2 separate regions of the Mus musculus genome follow, and region 1 is linked to region 2. The links are chromatin contacts, called in public HiCAR-type maps. All regions are on one chromosome and are shown on one strand. The core of a region is the stretch at or near the end of the contact, and the rest is flanking DNA. Distances in the headings are between cores, read along the strand shown. Region 1 has its middle 96 kb from the start of Armc1. Region 2 has its middle 22 kb from the start of Gm30789.

Region 1 (4,801 bases), core at 768-3,267, 400 kb before region 2:
GCCTTCTCATGACTGGGACTTTTTAAGTTTTAGGTGGCATTTGATTCTTGGAAGCATTGTCAGCCTAGATGAGAAAAGTTTGTTAAAACTATGTATGTATATTTATACACAGGATTATGTATATTATAGTTTTTTCCCTTGTTAGGTAAATAGTTAATAGCATGATTCTTTATGGGATATTTTAGACATCCTTATTGTTATTTTACCTTCTTCTCTCCTTCTGTATTTCTGTGTCTCCCCTACTTTAGAAGCCCTTGCCCTTCTCATTTTCCCTGTCAAGTCACTGTTTCCATGTTTATGGGGTATAGTATGATCATTCAAACCATGAATACAATCTATAATATTTAAGTCAAAACTATGACTAAGTTAAGTTTATTGGTATTTTCATCTCAAATACTATTAAATTTTGTATTAGGTTTATTTGAACTCTTTTAGTTGGTGTGTGTGTCTGTGTGCATGTGTGTAGAAACCTTAGTGGGTACACCACAATGTGTCAATATCAAATTAAGGAATGAAAACAGAAACTTCTTCCTAAGTTTAAGTTGACCAAGAGTGAACCCAAATTTGAATTCTTCACTTCTCTTCCCCGATCTTCTGTCTGCCTATAGTTCATGGTTACTGGCCATGTATTTGTAATGTGTATCTAATGTTTATTGTACTTGTCTGATCTATTGATTGTGGCATTGTTTCTGTCTCCTTGTGCTTGTCTGACATGTATCTGTCCTTAACAAAAACTTTTGTTTTGTACTTATTGAGTAGCACAAAAAACATGGCATGAGAAAGGAATGAAGGATACTTTTTGCAAAACTCTTTTAACAAAGTTTCATGAGGAAACAAGTTACTTCACTGACCTCAACTGACCCAGAATAGCACTCAAAACGACAAATGTGTTATCAACCTATATCCACATGTTACTTCCAATATTTATGCTATATTTGTTTTGTTTAAGGTTGTTTTCAACCTAGTGGCTTGTGACGACAGGAGGAGGAAGACTTCCACAATTTGCTCTTGCACAGGCACACACAAGGCATAGTAAGATTGATTATGTTGTTTTCCCAACGGTAGGTTAAAATTAAGCAGGCTTTGCACACTAGGGTAGCAGGGCGAGTACACGATCTTAAATGGTCTTAAATGAACTCAAGGTATATTATTAACTTGGCTGCAAAGTGGCAAAAGTTCATTCTTTTCGAAGGTGAGACATTTTCAGAAAAATTTCTCACTATACAATTCCTGTTTTCTGAGTGCTGGGGTTACAGAGGTCTTCTATGAAAACCAGCAACTCCTTTAGTTCTTCATAAAATAAATAATAAACTATAGTTACTGTTTGAAGAGTGTGAGAGTACACTTGGATTTTGGTGCCCATTTGTTGGATGATTTACTGAAATGGAACGTAGTAAGCTAGGCCCAGCAAGTAGGTACCATATAAATGGCCCTTTTACAGGTCTGTTTATCCTCTGTTGGGGGTGGGGCAGGGGCAGGGAGGTAAATGACACCCAGGGAAGCAATGATGGAAAAGTATCCTCTGTGACCCTGGGAAAGCCAGAGACTAGTACTGATCCACATTTCACAGAAGTGTCCTGCTGGCTTTCCTGTTTGAAGAGGCCAGCTTACTCCTTTACATAACAGCATGGACTATTATGAGGACCTGGGAGCCAAGACTTTCCCAACATGACATTAAGAGCTTCTGAGAGTCTAGGGCAAGGAGGGACCAGAGCCAATGCAGACAGGGTACATCCCTTTGCTTCCATGTTCCACGTCATTAGCCTGTTTTGTGATAGGCTAGGCTTCATCTCAGGTTTTCTTTCATTTTTACCCGCCCCCCATTTGTTCTTTACAAGCTTTGGAATGTGTGAGTAGCATCAGAATTTATCAGTTTTCCTTGCTCTTTGCTTCTGTGAACCACTTGTCAAGACAGCGTGACCTTTTCCAATCAATTTCTTACGAAGCCTAGAGACTAACTAGCCTTCAAACCTGCTTCAAGAGGTCAAAGAGTAGGTTTTACTTGATGACAAGCTGGAAACATCAGCTGCTGTTAATAATTTTCACTGTGTTTACCTAAGTGCATGTGTACTTTGATCTGTGTTACAATTGAGGCATCAGTCTCTCTTCTAAAATTCTCACTGCTTTAACAGCATAGGTTCATGGACACAGGAATTTATCTATCATGTACAAACTAGGTTATAAATTAGTCCATTTTTGAGCAGGACCCAGGCACCCAGGAACTCTACCCAACCAGTGGCACCCTTTCCTTCCGGTCTGGGCCAGTGCCCTGAACAGACCTTGGGCACAAACTCTGCAGCCAGTCTCACAACACCCAGAAGAAGCTCAAATCCCAGCTGTTCTAATAAACCCAGGAGCCAAGGATCCTAGAATCCCAGGAGCTTGGTCACACCAGGATCTCAGGGTCTCAGAGGCAGTTTGAATCCCAGGAGCTTTGACACACCCAGGATCTCAGGATCACAGAATCATGGGACCACAGAGACAGCTGAACTCTTAGGAATTCTGACACAACCAGGATCAGAGGAAGGACAGGCTCCAGTCAGATATATCGAGGGCAGGTAACACTAGAGATAATCAGATGGAGGGAGGCAAGCATAATAACATAAGCAGCAGAAACCAAGGCTATTTGGCATCACCAGAACCCAATTCTCCCACCATAGCAAGTCCTAGATACATCATCACACTGGAAAAGCAACGTTCAGATCTAAAATCACTTCTTATGATAGTGATAGAGGACTTTAAGAAGGCCATAAATAATTCCCTTAAAGAAATACAGGAGAACACAAGTAAACAGCTTGAAGCCCTTAAAGAGGAAACACAAAAATCCCTTAAAGGATAATAGGAAAACACAACCAAAAAGGTAAAGAAACTGAACAAAACCATCCAGGATCTAAAATTGGAAATAGAAACAATAAAGAAATCACAAAGGGAGAAAACCCTGGAGATAGAAAAACTAGGAAAGAGATCAGGAGTCATAGACGCAAGCATCACCAACAGAATATAAGAAATAGAAGAGAGAATCTCAGGTGCAGAAGATACCATAGAAAACATTGATACAACAGTCAAAGAAAATACAAAATGCAAAAAAGCTCCTAACCCAAAACAATCAGGAAATCCAGGACACAATGAGGAGACCAAACCTAAGGATAATAGGTATAGAAGAGAGTGAAGATTCCCAACTTAAAGGGCCAGTAAATATCTTCAACACAATTATAGAAGAAAACTTCCCTAACCTAAAGAAAGAGATGCCCATGAACATACAAGAAGCCTACAGAACTCCAAATAGATAGGAAAAAAGAAATTCCTCCCGACACATAATAATCAAAACACCAAGAAATATTATTAAAGCAGTAAGGGAAAAAGGTCAAGTAACATATAAAGGCAGACCTATTAGAATTACACCAGACTTCTCACCAGAGACTATAAAAGCCAGATGATTCTGGGCAGATGTCATACAGACCCTAAGAGAACACAGGCTACTATACCCAGCAAAACTCTCAATTACCATAAATGGAGAAAACAAGATATTCCACGACAAAACCAAATTTACACAATATCTTTCCATAAATCCAGCCCTACAAAGGATAATAGATGGAAAATAGCAATACAAGGAGGGAAACTACGCCCTAGAAAAAGCAAGAAAGTAATCTTTCAACAAACCCCAAAGAAGTCAGCCACACAAATATAATTCCATCTCTAACAAGAAAAACAGGAAGTAGTAGCAATCACTTTTTCTCAATATCTCTTAAAATCAATGGACTCAATACCCCAATAAAAAGACATAGACTGACAGACTGGATACGTAAATAGAACCCAGCATTTTGCTGCATATAGGAAACTCACCTCAGTGAAAAGACAGACACTACCTCAGTGTAAAAGGTTGGAAAACAATTTTCCAAGCAAATGGTCCCAAGAAACAAGCTGGAGTAGCCATTCTAATATCAAATAAAACCGACTTTCTACCAAAAGTTACCAAAAAGGATAAGGAAGGACACTTAATACTGGTCAAAGGAAAAATCTACCAAGATGAACTCTCAATTATGAATATCTATGCTCCAAATGCAAGGGCACCAACATTCATAAAAGAAACTTTACTAAAGCTCAAAGCACACATCACATCACACACAATAATAGTGGGAGACTTCAACACCCCACTTTCAGCAATGGACAGATCATGCAAACAGAAACTAAACAGAGATACAGTGAAACTAACAGAAGCTATGAACCAAATGGATCTAACAGATATTTATTAAACATTTTATTCTAAAACAAAAGGGTATACCTTTTTCTCAGCACCTCATGGTACCTTCTCCAAAACTGACCATTTAATTGGTCATAAAACAGGCCTCAACAGATACAAGAAGTTGGAAATAACCCCATGCATTTTATCAGATTATCACAAACTATGGCTGGTCTTAAATTCCAACAAAAACTATGGAAAGCACACATACACATGGAAGCTGAACAATGTTCCACTCAATGATAACTTGGACAAGGAAGAAATAAAGAAAGAGATTAAAGACCTTTTAGAGTTTAATGAAAATGAAGCCACAACATACCCAAACTTATGGAACACAATGAAAGCAGTCCTAAGAGGAAAACTCAGAGCTCTGAGTGCTGCCAAAAAGAAACTAGACAGAACATACACTAGCAGCTTGACAGCACACCTGAAAGCTCTAGAACAAAAAGAAGCAAATATACCCAAGAGGAGTAGATGGCAGGAAATAATCAAACTCAGGGCTGAAACAAAATATCAACCAAATATAAACAAAAAGAACTACTCAAAGAATCAACCAAACCA
Region 2 (4,758 bases), core at 441-2,940:
TAGCCCAGCTGTATTAGAGTTGTATGGCACAGCTGCAGGATCTGAACTCAGGTCTGTCTGCTTGCACAGTGAGCACTTTCCTCACTGGGCTATTGCCCTAGCTCTTTCCTTCTCCTTTAAATGTAAGTAGTTCATCAGAAAAGTCTCATTATACACTGGCACCAAGCCGCTTAGCTGGGGTATACTACCTTGACACTTAACACTGGTTATTGTTTTTTTTTTTTTTTCAGACACAGGGCTCATGTAGGTTGGCCTCAAACTCAACACAAAGCCAAGGTTTGCTCTCAATTCCTGATTCTCCTGTCTTCTGTGTGAGGAGTTTACAGGTATGTACCACCAAACCTGGCTACCTTGTCCCTATTGAAAAAATGTTAAATTGTCTTATAAAACCTAAAAATAATAACAGTTGTGTAGTCATTTAGAACCTAAGATTAGGAATCATACAGGCTGGGTTAAGTTTCAAGGATTGTTTATTTATTAGCTTCTGATCTTGAGCCTCAGTGTTTTTACTCGTCAATGGACTAAATGGAGTACATGTCTTATTAAGATAAGGGGCATGGACGTCATTTAACATGCTTCTTAGTGTTTACTAACTGCATGGCAAATGGCAGTTGCTCCTATGAGAAGGAGCCATTGCGAGTGGAAGGAAGACGCTGAAATGACCAAGAACTGTTATGGTGGTTAAGGGTTCTTCCATGGCAAGTTGGAGTATGACATGTTACACTTGGTCATTTGAGCATCCACCCTTGTTGAAGCATGATGTAAGGATTGCACACATTGTTGATGCTACTGCAGACACTTTATGGACCCAGCATATTTTGCTCCATTCCTGCAAATATAGTTGTTTCCTTCCCAGACTGAACTGATGTGTATGTAAAGGCCACACTTGTAATACCTTTCGTTGATTCATGTTTCTCCCAGTTTGAAATATATGTGACAGCCGGACGGTGGTGGTGCATGCCTTTAATCCCAGCACTTGGGAGGCAGAGGCAGGTGGATTTCTGAGTTCGAGGCCAGCCTGGTCTACAAAGTGAGTTCCAGGACAGCCAGGGCTATACAGAGAAACCCTGTCTCGAAAAAGCGAAAAAAAAAAAAAAAAGAAAAAAGAAATATATGTGACTAAGAATGTTGTTGGCCTATTACATACATGTATGAAAAACAAGCATATTTTTCACTTCTGTTTTTGCAAAAAAAAAAAAAAAAACCTTCTGTAATTTCAACTTTCATATTATCTTTGTACTCCTTCCCCCTACTTAATCTTTTCCAGAAATTGAAAGAGTTGATCCTCACTTGCTATTTTCAGTTAACTGGTTTCATCTACAATGATTTGTTTTATGTGGCAGCATTTTTAGGTGCCAGATGCCTAAAACACATAGGTTAAAAGCAGGTCAATTTCAATACAAGGCTATCATTTTACAGCTTAATGAATATATTTACAAACTCCATAGTAACAGGCTTGTTAACAGAGGCACAGTGAAAATTTTTCCTCAGCATATACTTCAGTATAAAAATATTTGCTTCAGATCCTACCCACCTATTGGCTGCTAAGGCCCAGCACTTGAATGCATGGCTTGTGGAAGTTTGAAGTGGAAGAAAAAGAGATGTAGCTTGGGGCTCTTGTTAATGGTTACAGCCTCCTCATTACCGGCAGCCAAGGCTGGCAAAGTCCACAAGAAACAGCAGGGCTTAAATAGCTCACTGCTAATCCTAGCAGGGTTCTTGTCAGTCAAATACATTCACTGCGTACCTATTGTGTGCAGAGAACATCTTTTTACTTGCCAATTCCACACTGAGAGGTTGGTTAGCTCTTTTTATCTTTATGACCTGCAGACTGGTAACAGCCTTTCTAACAGTGTGTTCATTTTAACAATAATTTATTCCAATAAAAAAAGGTGGATGTTCCCTAGATATAGCCACCATATGCCCTAAATTTTCTGTGATAAACTTAATTTCATGTAGTTTTATTTTCCTTCCAATAAAGGCAATTAGTGAAAGACAATGAAATGTGATTTCAGTGTTTCCTATTGTTCTCAGGTTTTATACAATGAGTTGATGAATCAGAAAAAAATGCTAGATTATGTTTATGGATGTCTAATTTGGGAATTATGGTTGCTGGGTACCATGGTGTTCTTTACAAATGGGATTATCTTTTACATTTTGCACAAAACTCATGTTTCAGATTCACATAAGCCGGAATCACAGACAGCTTTGTTCCAGTAATGTCTTTTTACTCCTCCAGTAAGGACCTCTCTGAGATAATCAAGGATCTCACATATCAAGAAAATTTAGATTTCAAAAGACCTAACTTACTTTGCCACAAACAACAGTGTTCACAGAGTCACAGATTTGGACAGATCAGTCAAGGTTGGTAGCAATTCACTGACTTTAGAACTGGTTTTGTCTCCATTCCTGTCTTCTGGGTAGTCTTTCTTCTTAATCTCTACAGACCATCATGGCACCTCCCATGAGCCATCAGTGTCTCCATGTGGCCTCATTGGTTCTAGAACTTGCATCTTCACACCTCTCTGGTGAAAAGTTTTGTTGTGTGCCCTCCTTGGAAGAAGGAAGCTCTTCATCCCCAGCAGCTCAACAAATATCTACACTATGTTTAGTTACTGTGTTGGTTCTCCTTGTCCAGAGTCATGATACACAGAAATCTTAAGCCAGCTAGCTCCCCTGTAACATTTTGGAGTAAAATAAGTCTTGTGCGCAGCATTTCAGATGACTAAAAGCTATTCTTCTAAAGCAAGCTTGAGTTCTGTTATGAGGAGATATGAGCGATCTTGACAAGATAAAATGACAAAACTTTTCTACAAATCTTCTACAAAGCCACAATTTCCTGAAATAAAAGTCTACACTGTAAAAATAGTAACATATGTTTATCTGTGAACTAGGAGTGTTCCGCTAGACTCACATGCTATAGAAAGTTTCTACCTCCATTAGCCAAAATTTTATGCCTCAACAAAGTGGTTCCTAGAGATCTTGGGTTCACTTATAAGTTGTAAAAATTATAAGCCTTAAATCAGGAAACTCCAAATGGCCACAAGGAAGATTTATAATACTAATATTTCCTTTTAGAACTACAGGGCTTATGGAGACAATGTAGGTTCTTCTGTTCACTGAAAGAGAGAAAAATTCTAAAATTATGGCTCTAAGGTAATAAATACTCTTAATATAGTGTCTCTCAAACTTGCTTCATTGTAATGATTACCCAGGGACCTGGGAAGGGAGGAAGGTCAGTACAAAAGGAGAAAGCATGACAAGGGACAAATAAGATCAAGGTTGTATGATAAAGCCTTAAGAAATAAGTTTATATTTATGTAAAATTATACACAGTAAGTATAAGTGGATCTCTCTCTCTTCTCTCTCTGTCTCTTATCTCTCTCTCTCTTTCTCTGACTGTCTGTGTGTGTGTGTGTGTGTGTGTGTGTGTGTGTGTGTGTGTGTGTGTGTGAGTGTGTGTGTGTGTGGATAGATTAAAGGAAGATTTGTCACTATTTGAACGAATAGTGTTTCCTACAAGAATTATAAACAAACCCCAGTATTACATACAAAAAAACCTTCTTTTGAATAGTTGGTAAGAGCAGTGCAAGTAACTCCCAAAATAATATAGACTATTAATACTGCCCTTGTTTGTCTCTCCTATTGCTGAAGATATCTATCATAAACATAGAACACAGGACTCAATTTGTTTGATCTGGATGAAACTTGAAAGTTTCCTTCCTTAGTTTAGCTTCAAAAATACTATGCAAGCTTTCAAAAGACAGAAACAATTAATAGGTCTACCCAGCTGTGATACCTATGAACTAGAATAATGACCAACATAGCAAAATGTCCATAGAGTTGTAGTAAGTAGAATTCATGTTTGTGGTAATCAGTAACTGTTTAAGTCAAATTAAGGCCTACTCTCTCTCTCTCCTTCCTGCTGTCCTCTCTTCTTCTCCCTCCTTCCTCCTTCCCTCCTCCATCTTTCCTTCCTTACTTTCTCCCTGCCCCCATTTAATGTGTCTTTCTATGAAATACTCATATAGCTTAGGCTAGCCTTGAACTTCTTGCAATCCTGCCTCAGCCTCCTGAATCCTGAGATTATTAGAGTACTCAGTCACACCTACTAGAAACTATTTTCTGATTTCAAAATTCCTAAAATGAGGAGACTGATAAATTTTCTTCAGCATTTATTGTAGCACAAATGTCATATTCATATATAGGCACGAATGTTAATGCTATGTTTGAAACATGCCAGCAGGCCACTGTAGTTTAGGTAAATCACACTGCAGTTCAGATAGATCACACTTTCCCTAAAAGATCATAGCAGGATACATTTGTCACCCATTTTCACAGACATAGATAATTTTTGATTCCATTGTTTCTTTTCTTTTTCTTTTTTGTTTTTTTCCAGACAGGTTTTCTCTGTGTAGCCCTGGTTGTACTAGAACTCAGAGATCTGCCTGCCTCTGCCTTCCAAGTTCTGAGATTAAAGGTGTGTGCCACCATTGCCCAGCTATTGTTTCTTTTATAACATCACTCTCTCAGTGCAATGATTCATATCCCATGAACAGTGCTATCACAGTGCCTTTTTTCAAGGTAAAATCTATGGATGCAACATACTATGGGGTTTTTATTTTAAACCCTGAGACCTAATGATGGAAAATGCATGAATATTATTTCAACTTAATTTTTAGAATTCTATCGCTTTTATTGAGTTAACATTAGATACTGTATGCTATCCACATATGGCTTTTGAGTGGAAAGTGTCAG

The links. HiCAR-type assays count read pairs that join an accessible place to other places.
Region 1: a HiCAR-type map of kidney shows a contact between it and region 2, with 4 times the contacts expected there. The contact joins two enhancer-like sites. A contact is called at or near these places in 1 of 484 Hi-C or Micro-C datasets (cerebral cortex), 1 of 115 datasets of contacts at active chromatin or transcription factors (kidney) and 1 of 9 other capture datasets (embryonic stem cells).

The regions. Positions count from the first base shown.
Region 1 is chr3:19,064,792-19,069,592 of GRCm38.p6, reverse strand. No RefSeq gene overlaps it. Among named protein-coding and RNA genes, the nearest start is that of Armc1, 96 kb to the left of the region's middle. Within about 2 kb of position 2,017, at least 6 of the 459 cell types and tissues checked have an H3K27ac peak or open chromatin away from gene starts, as enhancers often do. A contact at or near this core is called in kidney, where this site is marked.
Region 2 is chr3:18,662,848-18,667,605 of GRCm38.p6, reverse strand. No RefSeq gene overlaps it. Among named protein-coding and RNA genes, the nearest start is that of Gm30789, 22 kb to the right of the region's middle. Within about 2 kb of position 1,690, at least 5 of the 459 cell types and tissues checked have an H3K27ac peak or open chromatin away from gene starts, as enhancers often do. A contact at or near this core is called in kidney, where this site is marked.